Regions from separate parts of the Rattus norvegicus genome. Here region 1 is linked to region 2. The links are chromatin contacts, called in public Hi-C maps. All regions are on one chromosome and are shown on one strand. The core of a region is the stretch at or near the end of the contact, and the rest is flanking DNA. Distances in the headings are between cores, read along the strand shown. Region 1 holds the start of Hmgb1 (high mobility group box 1). Region 2 has its middle 19 kb from the start of Rpl28-ps11.

What was found. A called contact is a pair of places that touch in the nucleus more often than the background predicts.
Region 1: a contact with region 2 is called in a Hi-C map of the A7r5 cell line, with 3 times the contacts expected there. The contact joins the promoter of Hmgb1 here to the enhancer-like site in region 2. A contact is called at or near these places in 2 of 12 Hi-C or Micro-C datasets (the A7r5 cell line and mammary epithelial cells).

Annotation. Positions count from the first base shown.
Region 1 is chr12:11,005,843-11,011,150 of GRCr8, forward strand. It overlaps Hmgb1 (high mobility group box 1), which reads left to right and starts at 3,394. Exons shown (of 5, transcript NM_012963.3): 1 at 3,394-3,548.
Region 2 is chr12:10,703,765-10,709,361 of GRCr8, forward strand. No RefSeq gene overlaps it. Among named protein-coding and RNA genes, the nearest start is that of Rpl28-ps11, 19 kb to the left of the region's middle. Within about 2 kb of position 3,032, at least 23 of the 93 cell types and tissues checked have an H3K27ac peak or open chromatin away from gene starts, as enhancers often do. A contact at or near this core is called in the A7r5 cell line, where this site is marked.

The DNA of each region.
Region 1 (5,308 bases), core at 2,144-4,643, 300 kb after region 2:
CTGCTGGTGGAACTCTGCAAACCTTCCTCTCACTGTGGGATCTTAAAACAGTCCAGCCCCCAGATGAAGTAGAGATTAGTGCTATTTGAGTGGAAGGGAAACAAGGCAAACAGAAAGCTTATCTAGGTTTGCAACCTTGGTAATTAAAATATGAAGAGAAATTCAAGATTAGTTATCCTTGAGACTTTCCAAATTATGGGATGCAAGGAGTCCACAGGATGTAATTTTAAACTGAAAAAAAAAAAAAGTTTGCTGGGTGGCAGTGGCACACGCCTTCAAACAGAGGCAGGCGGTGTCTGAGTCCAAGGCCAGCCAGGACTACACCGAGCAACACTGCCTCCAAATCAAACCAAAAGTTCAGTTCTGGCACCTTGCATTCAGGAGCTCAGGAGTTAGAGGTCAACCAGGACTATTCAGGAGAGACCCTGTCACAAAAGGGAAAAAAGAAAAAAACCAGACAGGTGATGGTGGCACATGCCTTTAATCCTACCACTTGGCAGTCAGATCTGAGTTTGAGGCCACCCTGGTCTACAGATCGAGTTCCAGAACAACCAAGGCTACACACACACACACACACACACACACACAGAGCCTGTCTCAAAAAAGCAAAAAACAAAACAAAAGAACACGTCACACTATGAGAAAGACGGCAAGTTAGAAGCTAGTTCAGGCTACATAGCAAGACCCTGAATCCAAAAGATAAAATGTAATTCTCCCAATAAGCTTTGGCTGTCTGTTTTGAAGATGAGAAACCTGATGCCCGTGGTTGGTAGATTTGAACCTATGGCTGTTTAACCCCAGCGCCCATTACTTCCTGCCCTACCCAATGCAAACCTCCTGCTTCTTTGTGGGCCATTAACTTACCCTCACAAGAGTAAGCCTAGTCCAGACCACTAGCAGAGTGGGCAGCTGGACCAGAGCCAGTGCTGGAAAGAAACAACAGTGGCACCCTCAGATTGACAGGGCACTTAGTAGTGGGGATACTATTGAAGATAGCTTAATTATTCTGACCTAAGATACACTTGTACATGTATTTTATGTGAACGCATGGGTAGATGTATGCAAGCTGCCATGTGGAGGTTGAGAACTGAACCCAGGCCTTCTGCAAGTGCACACAGCCAGTGGTCTAACCACTGAACCATCTCTCCACCCAGCTATTGAGTATTTTATAAAGAACTAACAATATACAACAGGGCTGAAGTTATGTAATCACATAAAGTACAAATGTAGTGGGACAGGTTAAGTATATGTAAAGATAACAATTTAAATGTCAACATGTATTTTAAAATATTGGAAGTGCACAACACATGTTTTATATAGTTCTTAATAATAGAGTGGGTCTCTGTTTGGGGGGGGGTCTCCTTATGTAGTTCAGGCCTGGAACTCAGTGTGTACACCAGGCTGGTCTAGAACCCACAGAGATCTTCCTCCTGCATGTGGGGTCTAAAGGCCTCCTGCATGTGGGGTCTAAAGGCATTAGCCATTCATCTTCGTTAGGGTTTCTATTTCTGTGACAAAGACACCATGACCAGAAAACAAATTGGGGAAGAAAGGGTTTATTTGGCTTATACTTCCAGATCATAGTCCAACGATGGAGGAAGACAGCACAGGAACTCAAGCAGGGCTGGAACCCGAAGGCAGGAGCTGATGCAGACAGAGGCTGTGGACTTACTCATTTGCTTCCCATGGCTTACTAAGTCTGCTTTCTGATAGAACCCAGGACCACCAGCCCAGAAATCTCCCACCATGGATTGAGCCCATGAGTGTCCCCACTGATCACTAAGTGAGAAAATGCCTTACAGCTGGATCTCATGAAGGCATTTTCTCAACTGAGGCTCCTTCCTCTCTGATGACTCTAACGTGGGTCAAACTGACACACAAAACCAGCCAGTACACCAGTGTGTGTGTGTGTGTGTGTGTGTGTGTGTATACATGCCTTTGCATGTGTGTTTGGTGTACTGTTCAGTCACACCAATGATAGTCGCTAGACCAAGAGTGTATTGTTAAAAAATGGCAATGGACCTTAAAGTCACTAGTCAGAAAAGATTATCCGAGCCTATTCCCAGTAAGGACAGTAAAATCAAGCAAATCCATTAAATAATAAAACCCTAGAAGTGCTATAGAAATCTAACCCAATATCTATGACTTGAATGTTTTGACTTGGATTAAGTGCATTTTGGAGGAATTCTTTGTTTATCTGAGAAGTGTCTAAGAGTCAGAATAAAAAGGGGGGGCACATTTGTTTTTAACTGAAGAGAGGTGCTCTGCCCCCCCCAGAAAGATATTAGATCCATCAAGGATTAGTGCAAGCCTGTGGCCTTTAAAACTGGCCTGGCTATTTTCTCTGCAGACTTAAGTGTGAGCAGCCAGCTTGGTGAGTGGGAGAAAGTACAGTCCTCTATGGCATCTAATCCTTCAGGTAACAGTAGCCCTAAACGGCTGGTAATCCTAGAGCAGGTACATGTATGCACTAAGTGGTGCGATCGGGGTGAAGATAGCCATCACAAAGATTCATTTGATTCCAACAGTAATCCACACCGAGTCACAGAAAACAGCCTGTGTGTGTGTATGTGTGTGGACGGGGGTGGGGGGACGAGGTCTTTAACGAATTTGCTAATTCTAGTTGGGCCCGCCCAAACATTTCCTGAGAGCAGCCAGTATCAAACCCCAGTGGCTGTGCATTAATTCCCCGGAATAAGGCTTTGGTGTCCGGGAAGTTCAAAACAATGCTTTGTGTTTGACCAAAAGAAAAAAGAGTTGGAGAAGTACTGGGAAACTGGAGCAAAACCAGAAAAAAGGGGTGCAACTGGACGCCTGCTGGTGGGAGCAGCCTAGGCCTCTGGGCAGGGTGGGCACGTTAGGCGGGAGCCCAGGTGAGGGGTGTCTTGTGGTGGGCTGCAACAGCATAGCCGTCCCGGGGCCCACAGAGGCCCCCGCGTTTGGGCCGCAGGCCCCGGAGCAGCCGCCCCACTCCCGGACGCATCCCCAAGCACGGGCCGCGAATCTCAACGGCTCCGGGCCGGAGCGTGGAGCGGGAGGGGGGGCGGGCCTGCGGGAGCCGCTCGGGCCTGAGGACGCCGCGGTGGCTGTGGCAGAGCTGGGCCCTGACCGCGCGCGCCGCGGCTCGGGCGTGGGGCTGGCTCGGGGCAGACGCAGGCACACAGACACCATAGAGCTCCGCTTTCCCGTAGCAGCTGCTGCCTCTGCAGCTGCCTCTCCCGCCTCAGCCTCTCGGCCCGGCACACACTCACACATTCAGATTTGCGCGCTGTTTCAATCCTCGGTGACGTGTCCTCGCAGACAGCCAATGGCGCACGGGCTCTGGTCAGGACAATGGGAGGGAACGGGCCAATGAGCGAGCCCCGTGAGTTGGCGGTAGCCAATAGGAGGCGCGCTGGCTGGAGAGTAATGTTACAGAGCGGAGAGAGTGAGGAGGCTGCGTCTGGCTCCCGCTCTCACAGCCATTGCAGTACATTGAGCTCCATAGAGACAGCGCCGGGGCAAGCGAGAGCCGGACGGGCACTGGGCGACTCTGTGCCTCGCGGAGGGTAAGTGTGGGGCGGCGCAGCGGCGGGGAAAGCGCCTCAGGCAGCCTCGTAGCCCGCGCGGCGACCGGATCCCCGCGGCCCGAAGCCGGCGGGTCAGGCTCCACACAAAGGCAAATGAGGGGGGACCGTGGGGGGAACTGCGCACGGAGCGAGGCTCCGCCGGGCGCCGCGAACGCTGCCCCGAACCGAGCCGCGGGCCTCAGGCGGCCGCCACTTCACACCCGCAGCGCCCTCCGCGCCTCACTGGCGCAAAAAAATTTTTTTTGTGTGTGTTCCGGATTATTTTTAAAAAAAATTTTTTTAAACGTGTTTGTGGCCCCCGGGGCCGAGCGTTTCGGGCAGGCGGCGTGCGCGGAGCGGGCAGCGGCGGCGCTTCCCGGCTGCATGGGCGGCCGCGGCGGGGAGCGCGGGGCGGCGGGCGGGGCGCCGCTGCGGGCGAGGGCGGCGCGGGTGGGCCGGGGGCGGCCGTGCGGGGCGGCTCGGGCCGGGCGAGGCGGCGGGCGAGCGGGCGGCAGTGGGGGGAGCGGCGCCGCTGCTCTCGCTGGAACATGGCTGACTCGGCCCGGCGCTGCTGGCTGTAGAGAAAACAAGGCGGGCGTGCGGGCGGGGGAAGCTGGGCGCAGCAGTTCTGAGGCAACTTTTTTTTTCCCCCCCTCTCCTCTCGCTCCCCTCTCTCCTCTCTTCACAGCCCCGCGTTCTCCGTGCGGGGGCGGCGGGGCGCGCGGAGGGAGACGGCGCGGGGGCCGCGGGGGGAGGGGAGCCGCGCGCCCCCGCCCCTCCCCCGCCGCCATGGCGAGTGCGCCAGCGCCCCGCCCGCCGCGCGCCTCAGTCTCCTCACACACTCACATACACACACACACATACACACACTCACACGCGCGCACACACAAAGGGAAGGAGCCATATTCTCGCCGCGCTCGCCCTCGCGGCGGCGGCGGCGGCGGCGGCGCAGGCGGGGAAGACGCGCAGCGGCCATTCCGTGCGCCGGCCCTGGCGGCCGCGGGCGGAGCCAGCCCCCATTTCGAGCGGGGCTTCTTGCGCCGCGGCCGACAAAATGGGGGCGGCGGCGCGAGCCTGCGGCCTTCCGGGCGCACGTGGCGGCCTCGGGCCCGCCCGGAGCCGCAGCCCCCCTCTACCTCAGGCCAAGTTCGGAGGGCGGGGAATCCTCCCCGCGCGCGCCAGGGTACCCCAACTTTTCACGGGCCCTGTTGGAAAAAAAAAGCCCGACACCCCCGTGGTGGCGGAGGGGGGGGCGGCGGCAGGAGTGGCTTTTGTCCCTCATCCTTGTTTACTCGGAGAAACTTCAGACCGGACGTGTTTAGTCAGAGCAGAAACGCATCTCGGGGCCAAAGCGATAGGAAACGGGCGGCCTCTCCCGGCCCTGTCCCAGCGCCGCCTCCGCCCTCCCGAGCAAAGTTTGATGCGAAGACCGGGTGTTCCTAAAGCTGGGTAAACTTTAGGTGCACGAGGGGGATTTATTGTTTTGCTTTTCATCCCCTCCCCCTGCTTTTCTAGGCCTGTAATTCTCTTAAGGTCTACTGGATCATTCCTTGTACACCGCAAAACTCACTAATGGAAAGGGTGGGTTTTTTCTTTTTTTTTTTAAATGTTTGTGTTTTGCTGGTTTAAATTTTTTTTAAAGATTTGGACATAGTTTAAACTACCAGTTAGGAGTCATTCAGAACAGACTGGACAGATAGCCAATGCTTGAGTGTATGTGTGCCTACATTTTTGAGATCACACTTTGAGACCTTTTTTTT
Region 2 (5,597 bases), core at 1,782-4,281:
GCCTTTGACACTGGTAGCTTCCCTCCACACAGCCCAGTGTTCTCATTCCAACGGGCCACACCCACTCAGGACATACGTGGACTTCCACCCCAGACAGTATGGTACTTAACCCACTGTTTCTCCAATGAGGCAGGGCTGGTCCCATGTGTCCAAAGGGAAAAGGAAACACCAGGCAGACTCTGGCATCCACAAAGTTATTAAGGAGGGTTCTTCACTCTTCCCTCCCAGCCATAACCACTGACCCGGCCTTCCTGCACTCACCACAAGCAGGTCTGGAGCCTAGCACTGATCTAGAAGTTTCCATTTAATCATTGCCCCAACACCAAAAGTCCAATTCTAATCTCAAACTCGGAAACAGAGACGCCCCCGTTTAGAACAGTTAAGAAGCTGCACTGTCTCCCAAGAGGACCGTTCCTCACTCAACAGGCAGGACTGTGCTGACCTCCCTGCTGTCCGCCATGGCCTGCTTTCCCCAGGGCAGGACCCCAGGGAGCAGAGGCAGCCCACATCGAAACAAGTCCGAAGCTTTTAGGACCTGATCTCCACCGTCAGCACCAATTCCTCTCTTCAACACGAGTGCCTCTGAGAAACGGGGCTGGGTCTGAGTCCGGTGTTCCCATGTGACTTCTGGGCATCCCGGTGGCAGGAAGACATTTCACGTCCATTGACTCCCTTCTATCGATTAAACTTCCTCAAGTGGTTTAAGTTGCAGCACGGAAGATTTTAAGTTAGAATTTTACAACGAACCAAGAGGACAACTAGATGTGAAGAACTGGGGGATCTTATACTTCCGAGTTAAGGCTTTGCTTACTGAAGAAGCCTATGCAGTCTCTCTCCACCCCCTTCTACGTAGCTGAAAGTCCCAGTACAGCCAGAATGAGTTTGGAAGAATCTAAACAAAGGACCTTTCAGGTATTTGTAGTGGGCACACTTAACACCTTTTTTTTTTCGTGAAAAACCTGACTTTTGTTGAAAATCGGTTGGCACAACAACCCAAGGGCCGTTTGGCCCAGTAGGCCAGGGTGGAGAAGGTTGGTGTCAGCCGTCCTTAGATAGTGGCCAGGGTCACCTTCTAGGTGTCTTTAAGAATAAGATCAGGGGACACTGCCAGGTGTCAATCTCTCAGATGCTCCCCTTTCCATCTAGAGAAACTCTAAGCCCCAGGGCCAAACTCTGTGATATGGCATCATAGCACGGCAACAAGCTTTGGCGTTGGAAGGATCTGATTCTCACCCCTATTTTATGTCTTCATAGAAAACAAACCGTCAAACCAAGTCTATTTCGTCTTTTCCTTCTGGGGAAGCCAGAAGTACACATCAGGTGATGTGACGGCTTGTGTGGGCGTGGCCCAGGGAGTGGCGCTATTTGGAGGTCCGGCCTTGTTGAAGTAGTTGTGTCACTGTGGGCGTGGGCTTTAAGACCCTACTCCTAGCTGCCTGGAGGTTAGTGTTCCACCAGCAGCCTTCAGATGAAGATGTAGAACTCTCAGCTCCTCCTGCACCAGGCCTGCCTGGATGCTGCCGTGTTCCTGCCTTGATGATAATGGACTGAACCTCTGATTCTGTAAGCCAGCCCCAATTAAATGTTGTCCTGGTAAGAGTTGCCCTGGTCAAGGTGTCGTTTGCAAGCAGTCAAACCCTAACTGAGACAGTGTTGAAATACAAACTTAAGTCCAACCATGACCACATCCCCACACCGAGGGACATGTTGACTTCTGCCTAATGAGAGACGCAGAGCAGGAGGGGGTGTGGACGATAGAGCCCAATCCACTGTTTACTCTGGTGCTAATCACAAGTGTTTTACATCTGCTTCCCGAAGCTCCAGCCACTCAGCCGTGTGAGAGCCGTCTTCAAAGTCAATTGCCTGTCATTTTACTGATTTACGCTGAGCGACGATGGCAAGGACCCCTCGAGCTGTTTGGGGCTGGCTTGATGATTCTCGGCTTATGAAGTGGCGCTGGGCAGTGTGTTTTGGTTCAAACTCCACCGAGATGGAATTTAAATCCCCTCCGCCGAGTTCCCCATGCGAACGCTTTGATGAGCAGGACCACCAAGCCCTCAGTGAAAGAGGGAGCGCAACCTGGGTTTCTTCAAACGGTGGCGGTGGTGGAGGCTGAGCCCACATCTTCTTTCAGCCCTGGGATGTGAAAATGACATCCACAGTGTGTAAAACAGCCATCACGGATGACTTTTCCCAAGGAGTGCCCACGAATGGCAAAAGACAAAACCCATCCGATAAGGTCGAACCCGTTATAATGGCTCTGAGTTCACTACAGTGTTTCGTTTAAATCCAGATTTACTTCCGTGCCAGTTCCCTCCCCACACCCTCCCGGCCTATCTTGAAGTACTAGAAGCCTCCAGATCTCTAGGAGCTGGCTCTCCCTCTTGGCTGATACTGGAAGGTTTGACAGGTCCCGAGAGTCACCACAGGCTAGAAGACTCTCTTTCTTCTAGGCTTCTATAGCCCACTGAAGACAGGCAAGATGGAAGTGGTCGCTTGTTTGTCCGTTCATTTGTTTGTGTGTTTTTAAGTCTCCCCACACACAGGAACCAGAAGCCACACAAATGATTTAAGGACCACCAACGCTATGCTGCCTGCCCCTGCATTTCTCAGATAACAAATTCATACAATGTTTCAACTGAAGGAAGACTTTGAGGTCTCACTCAGCCCACAAAGCAAGGAAACAGAAGCACAGTGACTTCCTGAGCTCAACAGAGCCCCCGGGATCCTTAAGAATCCAGACACAAGCCAGACTGAGCCATGCAAATGGAGGCAGTCTCCTAGCTCATCTTACCCACATCTCTAGCTCTCGGGGAAAACAGCTCACTGCCACCAATTTGTTACTTTTAATTCCTCTCTTCACGCTCCAGGTCCCCCGCTCCTTTTTCCTGTCTCCTGCCCTATTTAGGCATTTCCAAACTGGCCTCCTCTGTCTTTGTGCTCCTGATTTTTTAACTCCTCGCCTTGGAGCTGCTGCAGTTCCCGGCGCCCTTGATGTGTGCTGTCGTACCTCATTTTGCCACTAGGTGGCAGTGTTTCAGAGCAATCCTGAGCCCTGCAACGTGGCTCTGGGCTGGGCCCGGGTTCTTTGCAGCACAAACAACCGTAGGCGAGCAGGCAGAGCACACATTCGCTGTGGTGCTTGGGAGAGGATGAGCATTCAGTATTATGGTAACGAGGAACAGAGGTCCGTTACCTGTCCGCGTGCTTTCAGAGCCTGCTTTATCCTCGAGACCGACATCTGCCGTCACCTTCACAAAGGAATCTCAAATGGGAAAAGCTGTTTGGGAGGTGCCCTTGAAAACAATGACTGTCACCTTGTGCCCTCTTCGGTTTTTGATTTTTTCAACCCACCATTGGGCACTGATTTCATCCATTAAAAAAAAAAAAATCAAGCAAAGAAGAAAGGCAATCCCTGGGGCATTATGTGTGTGCTGGACAGGACAGTAATGGTGTAATCCTTCTAATGGCTCTGGTCACTGCAGGATGCTAGCTATTAGAAGGGTCTGTTTTAAGGGAGGAGGGGGGGGGGGAAGGTAGGGCTATCTGCTGATTACAGTGCTACCAAGAACAGAAAGTACATCTAAAGGGACACAGTCCACAGAGCTGGACAAAAGGAAGGCGTTCGTGGGTTTAAGGTATATTTAGGGCTTGCACTGTGGCTTCTGAATTATTTCTATAGTTTAAACTCTAAATGCAATGTCTGGGGTGGGAGACGATACCAAGAACTCGGTTCCACTCCCTTGTTAGGAAGTCCCACAGGGGGGAACTCTCAGGAATGTGCCCTGAAATCCTTTACCGATGTGTTCACATCCTGGTCAGCTCCCGGGGAAGACACAAGCCAGATGTTTTCCTTTCAAACAGGTTAGAGCTGGGGTCAAAGCTGTGAGGGACGATGCGTTTAATTGCCCGGCTTCCTCTCCAGTCTCCCCAGCCCAGCCTCCACTGAAGAGACAGTCCTCAAATCCCACTGGTGAGCCAATCTCTCCGGCTTTCCCTCCATCAGTCCCTCTGTACTTCGCAACCCCTTACAGGCCTGACACTAAAAGGAAGAAACTCAAATCTTTCCCCAACTATGACCCATTAAAAAATGGACAGAGTTCTCTCCACTTAAGAAAGCTGGGGGCTGGCCTCCCCCCCCCCCAAGCTCAGAAAAGAGCTAAGATGAGGCTTCCCCTCCAGCCAGGCTCTGGCTCAACAGGTGGTAACTGTTGCTCCGTGTGTAGATTTTATACCCCAGACTGATGAGAAGAAAGATGTCCGTTGCTTAGCTACCAGTGCATCCTGTCATCAAGCAAAATACCAAACATCTGTCCCCTGAATTGAGAGTACATAAAGCCCTGAGGAGAGAGAGTTCTGAACACAAAGCAGGGAGCACTGGATGCTCTGTGGTGGCATCGGCCCGATGACACCGGTGACACGGGAGATGCTGATGATGTGCAGAGAGAGGCCCGTGAAGTTAGAAGCCATTGCAGGATGTCTGAATGTGAGACCTTGAAGCAAGAGTAGCTTTAGGCTTGGGGAAGGCAGGGGTTTGTCTGAAGGATGATGGCCTTGTGACCAGGCACAGGGGACAGGAATGTATTTAAGGCTGTTTACAAAGAAAGCCGGCATGCTTGCCCACGAAGGGCATGGGGAGCTCGGTTAGAGAAAGGGGTGAGACAAGTGGCAAAGGTCTGATCTAAAGAAGCAGTAACGACCCACGGAAGTGAGACAGGTCGTTTGTGCTTGGTGCATTTACCTAGGGTAAGACAGGAAGAGCCCGGTCCTGCCTCAAAGAGAAACAACCACAAGCCAGACTCCTCAGAGGTGGATGAGTCATGCAGAATCTGCCGATTTTAGAAACGAGGTCAGCAGACCAGGAGGCAGCTGCCGTTGACAAGACAGGTCATTCGGTTCCGAGAATAAGGACCTTGCTCTAGGTACCACAGGGGACCACGAGGTAGCACCTGGTCAGGAGGGAGGAGGAAGGTGGGTGCAAGGCTTTACTGGGCATTGTGGGATGGAGTGGTCAGGGAAGAGTGAGCAGGTTCAGCTTAGACGAAAATTATGCTTCTTAACTCTGGGCTCTCGGGACCACCCTTAGCTGGACGAGCAACAAAGGAGGAAGGTGGGTTACCTATGAGAAAGAGAAGTCAGAAAGGAGATGGGTGGGGTGGGGGGCTTTGGTTGATTTGCATCTGAAAGTCATGCTGGGGTGGGAGTGGAGAAGGTAGTTAATTACTTCCCCTATGACTTCCCCCTCCAGAGTCAGCGAGGCCCCCAGATGTCAAGACATCAGAATATAGAAAATAAAAGGCACAGTCGGTGTCCGGGTGAGGTCATTCAGGACAGTGTGTTTAGGGCCATTATCTCATTGTCCCTAAGGCTGTCACTTCGGTGCCCTGGATTGGGTGACTCCTCCTCAGCCCCTGGCTGCTGACTCTACTCGTCTGTTCCCTTCAGGAATGAGACTCCCGGGAGAGGCACAAATTGATTCGGTGGCCTGCGTCCAGCACTGCCTGTTCTGCATGGGCAGCTCTCTAAGACAGGCTGCCTATTCTGGCTGCCCATGAATCAAGTGTCTACTCGTGGTGTAATCCATTTACCAGTGGGGC